Regions from separate parts of the Mus musculus genome. Here region 2 is linked to region 1. A link is a contact called in public HiChIP or PLAC-seq data. All regions are on one chromosome and are shown on one strand. The core of a region is the stretch at or near the end of the contact, and the rest is flanking DNA. Distances in the headings are between cores, read along the strand shown. Region 1 overlaps Slc2a13 (solute carrier family 2 (facilitated glucose transporter), member 13). Region 2 overlaps Lrrk2 (leucine-rich repeat kinase 2).

Region 1 (5,205 bases), core at 1,497-3,996:
ATAATAAGGACCATAAATAGACATTACCACGGGCACAAGTGTGCCTCAATAACTATGATAGGTCTGGTTAATTAGAGCTAGAGGGATCTCATCAGAAAGGGTTTATCAACAAACAGAAATTCACATGAGTCCTGATTCTGTTAAAAGCCTGACAAAATTAATGGCAAAAGTTAATTTTTTTTCTATTCTTGTGAGGCAGGGTCTTGCTATATATCCCTGTCTGGCCTTGAACTCGGAGCGACTTTCCTGCCTCTGCCTCCTGAGTACTGGGATCAAAAGTGTAGCTGCCACCCAGCTTAAATGTTCATCTTTTTCTTACCCATTTTTCAGACTTCTTTAAAAGTAGGTCAACATTCAATTTGGTATCTAGCGAGTCTCATCAAGCACAAATGCCTTACAGTGCATATTCTTTGTGATCTCTTCCAATGGTACCAGACTTCTGTGACTCATCTAGATCGTTGATATACTCTTTCATTGATGTAAGTCGATGCTGTCCCTGCAGTGAGACATTATATATGTAATTAAAGGGTAATTTAAAAGGCATCAGAAAGTCTTTTCAAGACTTTCAAGTTAACTGCTTTCTCCTTTATGTTTGGCTTGTGATAAGGAAAAAGAAAATTGAGTAAAAGTAGATTGCAATTGAATATTCTGATATGATGATTTAATAACATTTTATCCCTTTAGAACTTTACAGCTAAGTTAGATGTGTAGCTTCAGATAAACTTATTGTCTGTAGTGCTCAGAAAATAGCAGCTGTAGTGTAGAGATGCCAGCCTTGCGTGCGCCTTTAAGGTGTTTGGAGTGGAAAAGCTAAGAGTGGCTGCCGCTGTTTCCACATCCTTTTACAGAGTGCTGTGGAAATCTTCACAGACCATCGGTTATGTGTATTGGTGTGTGCTTGTATCAGAAAAGCATGAGACACATATCCCAGGGCTCTTTAGACTGTGGCATGTTTCCAAGACTTACCAGTACAGCCTCGTACCGCATACTAGCACACAGTGACATGTGGCATGCCTTTACAGCTATGAGGATATTTTCTCTTACCAGTATTATCTGGTAAGATTATAATTCTGACAGTTATCTGGAGAGTTAAGGAACATAGCATTGCTTCTTTTATAGCTTTATGATGTACACACATACATATATGTCAAACTAGATGTTAAAATATGAAGGTGGATGAGTAAAAGCAACTTCACCATATTGTCTTTCTTCTCTCACCTCCACACGGATGCTGTGTCACAAGCATGCTCATAGACACACACAAACACACAAATAATAATTTTAATCTAATTTTATCATTTTATTTATAGCACAAATTTTATCTATTCACAATTAAAGAATGTTGAACAACAACTCGATTGCCCTAAGTGAAAAAAAAAGAGTCCGTCACACATTGCCAAAAAGTGTACATATTCAATGTGGAGAAGTAATATAAAAAACATTTCTTCACATGAGGCCTGTCCTTAAAATAACATTTTAAGTTTAGCAAGCGTATTAGTCAGCGTTCTCAAAAGAAACAAACTGATTGGGACATTACAGTCTGGGTGGCCCAACACTGGCTGCCTTCACTAGAGTCTGAGGACTGGCAGTGCCCAGTCCCCTGGGCTAGAGTCTCAGCAGTGCTCCAGACAGTGCTCAAAGCCTGGAGGATTCCTGGGAACCCATGGTCTTCAGTCCACATTGGAAGGAAAAAAAAAGAATCTGGATTCTTACCTTAGTAAAGAATGTCAATGGCTGTGCTGGTGGCAGCCACAGCTAATGAACTCATAGAAAGATGCAAATATGGATAGATGAATGGTGCTCAACCTTCCTAATGCTGTGACCCTTTAATGCAGTTCCTCATATTGCGCTGACTCCCAGCCACAAAATTATGTTCTCTGCTACTTCATATTGCCATCTTGCTACTGTTATAAATCGCTGAGAACCGCTAGGGTAGATGAACGCACCAGTCTGACAAGAAGGCAAAGACATAAAACACAAAAGCCTTTCCCCTCAGACCTCCTTGGATCCCTGTTGCTGCCAGAAATCCCACCACATTCACAGGCAGTCTTTCCACTTCACTTACTGTAATCAAGAGAATTCCTCCCAGGTGCGCCCAGGCTCTGCCTCCAGCTCAGCTCCATACCCACTCAAGTTGTCAACAAGATCAAGCATCAGAGCCAGCAAAAGTCAGTTCAGAACAATTCTGCGCATCTAGCAAAATACTGCAACAATTTTAACACCGCTAGAATGTAAGACATTCGTCATCTCTTGTCTTGACAAGGCCTAGCGGCATAGCTCTTTGTTCTGTCGCCTGCAGAGGAACGCAAATGCTTACCCAGGTCCTGAGTGCTAGTCTTTGACAAAAATTATACATCTGAGGCTTTACGTAGATTGTACATGTAAGACTGCCCCTGGAAATGTAACAGTAGCAATAATCTTATAAGAAACGCTTGAATATGCATTATCTAGAAATATTTTATTTCTGTAACTGTGTCTTAACGTCAGTAGGCCTCAGTTCAACCAGATCTGTCCCCAAACAACACTGTCCCCAAACAACACTGTAATCCCTTTGAAATAGCTCGTGATTTGGGAACAGATGTCAAAATTCTCTATACATCTCTCAGTGCCATCAGAGAAACCACATAAGTCGTATCTGATGTGTCTAAGTTGCTGTATAGAGAATGGTTGCTAGGCCCTACTGTGTCCAGATTCTCCAAGTTCTTAAAAGGGCTACACCCAAGGAAGCAGTTACAGCATTACAGAGGCACTAGGCTTTTTCCCAGCAGGTGGCAGTGTTGTCAAAGGTTTTATCTCTGTAAGAAGTGACCCTCTTCTGGTTGAAAATGCCCCCACCTATTAAGAAAGCTGTTAATCCTGGGTCCCGTTTACGTGGCTTGCATGAATCCAAGTCCTCTCTTAAAGCATAGAGAGTTGTACATAAGGCAGGACCAAGCATTTGTCTTGTCGTCTACAAAGGCATCTACTTATACAATGCTCCTATAATTGCTGTTTCCAGTTTTAGACCAAGCCTTCCCTCTACGTCTGCAGTGGCCATGTGGTTTTGCAGGAAAAACGCATCCTGTCCCTTTTTAAAGTTTGGAGATCCAGTTTCCACACATTATGAAGGATACAAGTGAGTCCTTAGGAATTGAAGAGGAGTTGCCATACTGGGAAAGAAAAAGTAGTGGAGAGGGCTTCCCATGCCTTGTCTAAATACTTCTAAATGGTGGCTGTATCCTCCTTGCCTCCCAGACAAGGGAGTTTCCATTCTGTCTTGAATGGAAACTCAGGAGAGACCCCAAAAGAAAGAGTTGTGGTCCCGGGCACAACATAACACAAATAAATGATGGCCGTAGGGAAGTCTCTCACTTGGGACTGCTACATCACACAAAACAGGTCGCCCCAAAATAGGTGTGACAGCCTCAATCTGACACAGCAAATGAAGTGACCTCATCTCTTAGCTGCTTTTGATTTTTGCTACCTGTGAGTCTTTGGGGGTGGGGGGTTGAAGGATGAGTAAAACTTATTTTCTGTCATAGACTTTAGGAGAAAGCTCTTAGCAAAACCCATGTATCCCATACAAACGCTTGTAAATTAACAGAACTTTTACAAACCCAGTGAATGCTGTTTCGAATAAACAAAAAGACCTTTAGTGAAGGTTTTTATGCTTATTGTCTCTGTAAAACGTTTGCCTGAGGAGATACTCTTAGTGGTAGTTTACAGCATCTTAATGTTTTATGAACTAACTCGGAGCGCTGAATATATCATTTTAGTAAGTATTAAGAAGTTTAGAGTATCTAAATTTATAACATCAGGCAGTATAGATTTAGCAAGTCAATTCTACGAAGGGAGAGTTGAAATGAAATTGTATTTATGACCCAGCAAAGCAGAGGAAGTGCATCTGGCTGTACTTAAAGCTTTGTGAGAGGTCCTTTAGTCACTTGACTGTTTCCACATTAACATTTGAATCCTAAACAACCAGCAAACTCGGATTTGGCATCTCACTGCCTACATTTCCCTTAGGATGGACAGAGAGAACGCCCTTCACAAGAAGTGAAGATGCCAGAGCACAGCAACCTGTGAGTCTAAGATCTGGGTAAAAATGCCTACACATGGTGGGCATCCTGAGCCTATTAGATCTGGACTCACACAGACTGGGTCAGAGGGGTTGTTTTCTCTGTTAGATATGGAACGATGGAGGTGCGGTGGAAATAGAAGAAGGCAGGCAGGCATCTCCAGAAGCAGAATTATTCTTAAATCAGGCTACCATCCTTCCATGGAAGTGAGACCTTGTGCATACGGTGTGACGGTTTTGGGGTCTTACAGGATGGGTAAGGGGGAATGCTGGGGATGACAGTCCATCCGCAGGTCCCTTCCTCTGTGTCGGGAAGTGGTAGAGCCCTGCAGATTTGCCATATGGATCTTACCAGAAGCTTCCGTAGGCATTGTCAGTCAAGTACACCTGAAGCCTGTAAGTCATTAACTTTCATACGGGGTCAAACCTCAGTCCACCCTTGAGCCTTGTAGGTCATGAAGCCTTTACTCTGCGGTCTGTGGAATCCTTATATAGATCAGCCTTTAATGGGTCTGTTGCTGCTACCATCAAGTTTCTAGCTTCCATTAAGTTAACTATCACACTCATCAACTAATAAGCAAAAGAGCACCTCAACATAATTATATTAGGAACAGAGATGGGAGGCAGGTAAAAATCAAGACCTGAGTTAACTCTCTGGAACCCATGTTGAAGAAGAAGGAGGAGGAGGAAGAGGAAGAAGAAGAAGAGGAAGAAGAGGAAGAAGAAGAGGAAGGAGGAGAAGAAGAAGGAGGAGGAGGAGGAGGAGAGGAAGAAGAGGAAGAAGAGGAAGAAGAGGAAGAGGAAGAAGAAGAAGAAGAAGAAGAAGAAGAAGAAGAAGAAGAAGAAGAAGAAGAAGAAGAAGTAGTAGTAGTCAGCTACATACAGTGAACACATTTGTAATTCTAGCACTCCTAAAACAAGATGGGAGGCAGAGACAGAGATCCTGGCAAGCTTGAGCTGGCACAAAGTTACGTGGCACATCGGAAACAAGGGGGAAACAACCTTGCCTCAACAGGTTGGAAGGGAGAAATCTCTCACTACGTCCTCTCTGACTTCCCCACGTGTGCCATCCTACCCACACTCCCACACAAGTACTCCCAGTCGTCATAAATCAAATAAGAATAACATTTGTAAAATTATAGACTGAG
Region 2 (5,205 bases), core at 1,853-4,352, 410 kb before region 1:
ATTTTCCACCCCAATGTTGCTACAATCACCCTGAGTTCTAATTATGACTTCTAACTATCATAGTAAACAACAAGAAAGTAAAGTAAAACTCAAAGCCCCACCCCCAGACCCTCAGATGTTAGTCTCGTTAATGGTATAAAGACAGAAAACCCTTGTTCTACATACCCTGTTCAGAGCGACTAGAACCAGCTTGTGGATGTCAGTCCTGAAACACTGTTTTCTGAGCACATTTGGTCTGCATTGAGAGTCCTCCCTGGATTCTTCCAATAGTCCTAAATTCAAGAACAAACACGGACAAATACAGACTTACTCTCGTCAAATGCATTTAGGCTCCACACACTGCCTCTTGCCAAGAGCTAGGATAATTTGGGTCAGACTAGGTTCCCGCCCTTGTGGAACTTTCCATCCTCATTGAAAGCATTCACATCTCTGCTGTATTTTCAGTGACTATGCCTGCACAGATGCCCGAAGCTTCTCATTGGTCCACAGGCACGTGTGCCAACGAGTCACGCTCAGTAGTAAAATCATCAGCCTCATGCAATGGGTTGCCATCAGCATCTTGCTGTTCCTGAACATTCATCTCTGCTCTCTGCTTCCCATAATGGGAATCATTTCCTTTCTCTTCAAGTTGCGTGCACTGTTAACCTTTTACTGGCAGGTCCATACCTCCTCTCCCCATATCTCCAGGGTCTGAGGACAGTGCTTCAGGGTAACAGTGGCTTGTGAGACACCATTACACCAACATGGGGTAGAGTCAGGTAGCATCAGTTGAAGTCTGCAAAGATCTCTGGGTCTGTGTACCTTAGTTTCATCCCCTATATATGGCAAAGAAGAATGGCAGCTGTGTGGAGTAAAGGAGACAGATGCTAATGTTGTGCCTAGTAATGTGCACACATAATGAATGCTGTGTTTACTAATACCTGTTTACATATATACAGTGTAGCCTTAAATTCACCGTTTTAAAGAGCATCAGTAATCATCTGACTATTTATAGCACTAGCTATAGTGCTTCAGGGTCAGTTTACAATCATGCAGGGCTAGACAGACAGCTCAGAGCTTAAGAGCATTTGCTGTGCTTCCAGAGGCTCCAGCCTTAATGGCCAGGTGGCCAGGTCCCATGTGAGGCAGTTCACAACCACTTGCCCATGTGCCCATGTGCAGTGTATGCATATGGTTATAGTTATACAAACTTGGGGACACATACACACCCAGAAAACCTTTAACAAAATAAGTACATATCCAAAGAGTGTTTTTTTTTTTTGTTTTGTTTTTTAATAAAAGAGATTAACAAACAGGTATGGTGCTAGCAGGCTTTTGCTGCTCTTTAAGAACCTACCCACCTAAAAGGAATAAATTTTGAGCATGGAAAGACTACAAAAATAATTTATTAATCTCAAAGTCCAGGACTCTGGAGAGAGAGGCAGGTAGAGGTCTGTGAGTTCAAGGCTACCCTGGGCTACATAGTGAGACCTTACCTTAAAGAACTAAGCGGGTAGGGGGGTGCAAATTGTTGTTCCATTTTACTCAATCTACACAATTCAAAAATTAGTAATAAAACTTTAAGAAAAATTATGCCTGAACTGCCAGTGATGAGTGGGAAATGATGAATTGATTTAAAACACACAGGCGGGTCTCTGTTTTTATTCAAAGTATCAGGTTTAAAACATAAAATTAGTAAGAGTCTCTTCTTATAAAACACTTGTCACACAGTGAAAATCCTCTTAATTCTGAAAGAGAAAACAACACCTAGACACTATGGAAAAGAGTTGATTTAGTAAACTTTTATTCTATGGAGAATAAGTATGGATTTCACAAAAGCTGGAACTTTATATGAGCAACAAAGAATATTAGCGATCCTCTACTTATCTCTCATCTCTGTTCTCTCTGCATCTGCCTCATCCACTACATCTGCCTCATCCACTACATCTGCCTCATTCACTACATCATCTCATTAGACTGCCATCAACTCATAACCAACTATCTTACATGGATCCCCCACTCAATTACCCCATATAACTCCACCATTGATGTGGATTGCAAATTTGGACACAGAACTACAGGGTAGTGGTCCCAATTATTAATGCATATTATTAAGTACATTTTATATAGTTTCAAAGGTTATTCACTTTACTGCTTGATATCAGAATTGTATGTAACAAGCTCTTGACTCCCTAATGGTACACACACACACACACACACATGTGTGTAAATACATATATTTCTGTGTGTAAATACATATGTATATGTGAGTATATTTTAGATTTATAAAAAACAAAAATAAGAGTTTAAACATAGGCTATTCAGAAATCTAAACTTTTTTTTTTAATTCGTGGAGATATAATCAAAAGGGGAAATGCATGTATACATGAAAATATTTAAAAGAAATGGGTAATGTGACTCAGACTTATATAACACACTTTCTTCGATCAAAAAGGAGGCAATACTACTAGATTGGACGTAAATTAATACCCTGAAAACCATCCTCCAGCCCTTAGTAGTAGAGCATTCTAACCATCCTCAGGATGTTAAACACATGCTTACTTTTGATGGTACTACTTCAGGTTTCTTCCCAGAGTGCGTCAGAAACGTATCAATTCTACAATCCCGTTAGCCCGGGAGGGACACATTTTTCTTAAAAAGTTTAAAAGGGGTCCTTCCAGTGTTTGTAAATAGGATATAAGAAACAATAAAAATAATTCAAGTCAGGCCATTATTAAGTTTTCAGAACATGTTTGAGCCGTTAATAAAATTTAATTGTTCTCCATCTGAAATCGCAATCGCTCAGCATTGCACTTAGGGTCTGTGGTCTGTCCTCCCAGACTCATCACCATACCCTCCCCGGGTTGTCTTCACTCCCCCCACACTCTGCGCTCACGTTCCTTCTGCCTGGAAGCTGTTCTTGCCAGCTGACTTCTCCTTGAGCCATAGGCATCTACTCTCTGACCTATGTGCTCCTCTGAAGACATTAGGTGCGTCAATGTGCTCAGACATGCCGGACCTTTGTCTGCAGTGAAGCCAATCAGCTGCTCTTCTGTCTACTGAGCACCCGACATCCCGCTTTGCCCTCATTCCCTGTGTCATTCAACCCAGTGAAGCACTGCGGTGTTCAGAACAGAACGGGAGGCGTTTAATAATACGTGCTGAAAGAACGTGGGGACAGGTGTGTTAGAGAGAGCTGAAGGGCAAACAAGGTGACAGCTGGGGAAAGCCAGGCAGAAGGAGGCCTTAAAGTCAATGAGGGAGGGGCCATGTGGCTCTGCTGGAGAAGCGCTAACTTAACCTCGGACAAGAAGGATGGGTCTGAAGCAACAGAGAAGGGCTGTTCTGTACTAGCTCGAACTTTAACATGGCTGGCGGCAAAGAAAATAGCAAAGCATCGGAGATGAATAGTCCTTAGGGACAGGAGGTCCGCTTTTTACCCTGTGTTTATTTCTTATGTAAATGAAGTGCTAAATAATCTTATGAGCTCATCTACGTCATTCTTCCTCATGAACTTAATTTCGGGTTTGGCAGAAAGACCTGCGTGCGCGGTCGTCAGAATCTGGTTCTTTAAGCTTGGCCTAGAAAACAATGTGTCATGAAAATGCAAAATTCCCTTTAAATGGCTGCCTCTCAGTGCGGATCCGTTCCGTGACTCACCTGGCACAACGAAATGCAAGATAGCTCGCAGCGCCTCCAGCTGGACTGACAGAGACGTTCCGTGGGCTTTCATCACTGTTAGTATTTTAGGGACCACTGCTGCCATTGTATCCAGAGAAGGGTTACTAGAGATAGAAATTGGTTGTTTATTGGAAAAAGAAAGTACAGCCTGGTTTATTTGTAAAAGCATCGAACTGAAACAAATATGGGTCATAAGAGCCAATGGAATTTTTAACAGGAAAAGCTATAAGAAAATGCATTTGAACCAATCCAAAACTTCAAGAAAATCCATTTCAATCCAACAAAAACTTCAAGAGTTTAAATTCTGACCTCAATAATTAGATCTGCAATAGCCCCGATATCTTTTTGCTTTAGTTTTATGAAGGTAACACCTTCCTTCTGGTCAGTATGTGGATCACTGGCAACAGCCCAGAAAAATGTTCACACCCCCATTTTCCAGATTAAAAAACTTGTTGTTTGGAGGAGGAAACACCAAAATCCTTTAACTAGAAAGAGGCAAGGCCAGGACCCCTGCATAATACATATCAAGGTTCCTCTTCCAGGTTAGCATCACCAGACTTTATATCCAAAGTTTATTAGTTCACATTAAACCCTTGGCTTCTCCAAGACATCTGAGCCACTCTTTTTATTTTTTATTTTTATTTTGTATTTTATTTATTTATTTTGAGACAGGGTTTTTCTCTATGTAGCCCTGGCTGTCCTGGAACTCACTCTGTAGACCAGGCTGGCCTTGAACTCAGAAATTCGCCTGCCTCTGCCTCCCAAGTGCTGGGATTAAAGGTGTGCGCCACCACGCCCAGCCTTTTTTTTTTTAAAATTGAATATTTTCTTTATTTACATTTCAAATGTTATCATCCCTTTTCCAGTTCCCTGCCCCAAACTCCCTATCCTATCCCCCTCCCCCTGCTTCTATGAGGGTGTTCCCCAACCTAAGCACCCACCCACTCCTGCCTCCCTGCCATCGAATTTCCCTACACCAGGACATCGAACCTTCATGGAACCCTCTCTTCTTTCACGGGTGACGAAACATGCCGCTCTGGAAGGCAGCGTGGCTATTTGCCCCACACAGTACCTCCTCAACTGAAACTTGCCCACACACTTCCAGCACCACCAGAACCGAAAGTTAAATATTGCAAATGAGTTTTCAAAAACAGCATTTATGAAAGGAGAAATGTGACAGAGATATATTACCTAAGGATAGCTTAGCTGGACTTGTGTGAAAGACAAGTAACTCCATTCTTTATGAGTCTGTAGGTGTGGTGCACACATCTTACATTATTCATATATAATAACCATATTGTTAGCAGCTAGATTTACTGACAACTTAAAATGCACCAAGCCTGTCCTAATCCTTCGTGAAAATGAATTTATTTAATCCTTATGCCCCAAACTCAGAGCTTCTGAAGTTTATTTTCTGATTCTTCTATTTTATTCTTTTTGGAAGAATCCCGAAGCCCAACCATTCGATAGCTGGCTCGTATCAGCAATAAAGTCATTCGGCTTCCTCCGAGACTAAACCTCCACATAGGAGGAAGCTCATTAAGG

Evidence for each region. HiChIP or PLAC-seq counts read pairs in DNA pulled down with a chosen protein or histone mark.
Region 2: a contact with region 1 is called in an H3K27ac HiChIP or PLAC-seq map of SST interneurons, with 7 times the contacts expected there. The contact joins two enhancer-like sites. A contact is called at or near these places in 1 of 15 datasets of contacts at CTCF or cohesin (the NIH/3T3 cell line) and 3 of 115 datasets of contacts at active chromatin or transcription factors (SST interneurons, embryonic basal ganglia and embryonic limb bud).

Annotation. Positions count from the first base shown.
Region 1 is chr15:91,302,197-91,307,401 of GRCm38.p6, reverse strand. All of the region lies in intron 7 of Slc2a13 (solute carrier family 2 (facilitated glucose transporter), member 13), which reads left to right. Among named protein-coding and RNA genes, the nearest start is that of CN725425, 110 kb to the right of the region's middle. Within about 2 kb of position 2,746, at least 14 of the 459 cell types and tissues checked have an H3K27ac peak or open chromatin away from gene starts, as enhancers often do. A contact at or near this core is called in SST interneurons, where this site is marked.
Region 2 is chr15:91,707,823-91,713,027 of GRCm38.p6, reverse strand. It overlaps Lrrk2 (leucine-rich repeat kinase 2), which reads right to left. Exons shown (of 51, transcript NM_025730.3): 13 at 3,640-3,764; 14 at 166-272. Among named protein-coding and RNA genes, the nearest start is that of Lrrk2, 37 kb to the right of the region's middle. Within about 2 kb of position 3,102, at least 10 of the 459 cell types and tissues checked have an H3K27ac peak or open chromatin away from gene starts, as enhancers often do. A contact at or near this core is called in SST interneurons, where this site is marked.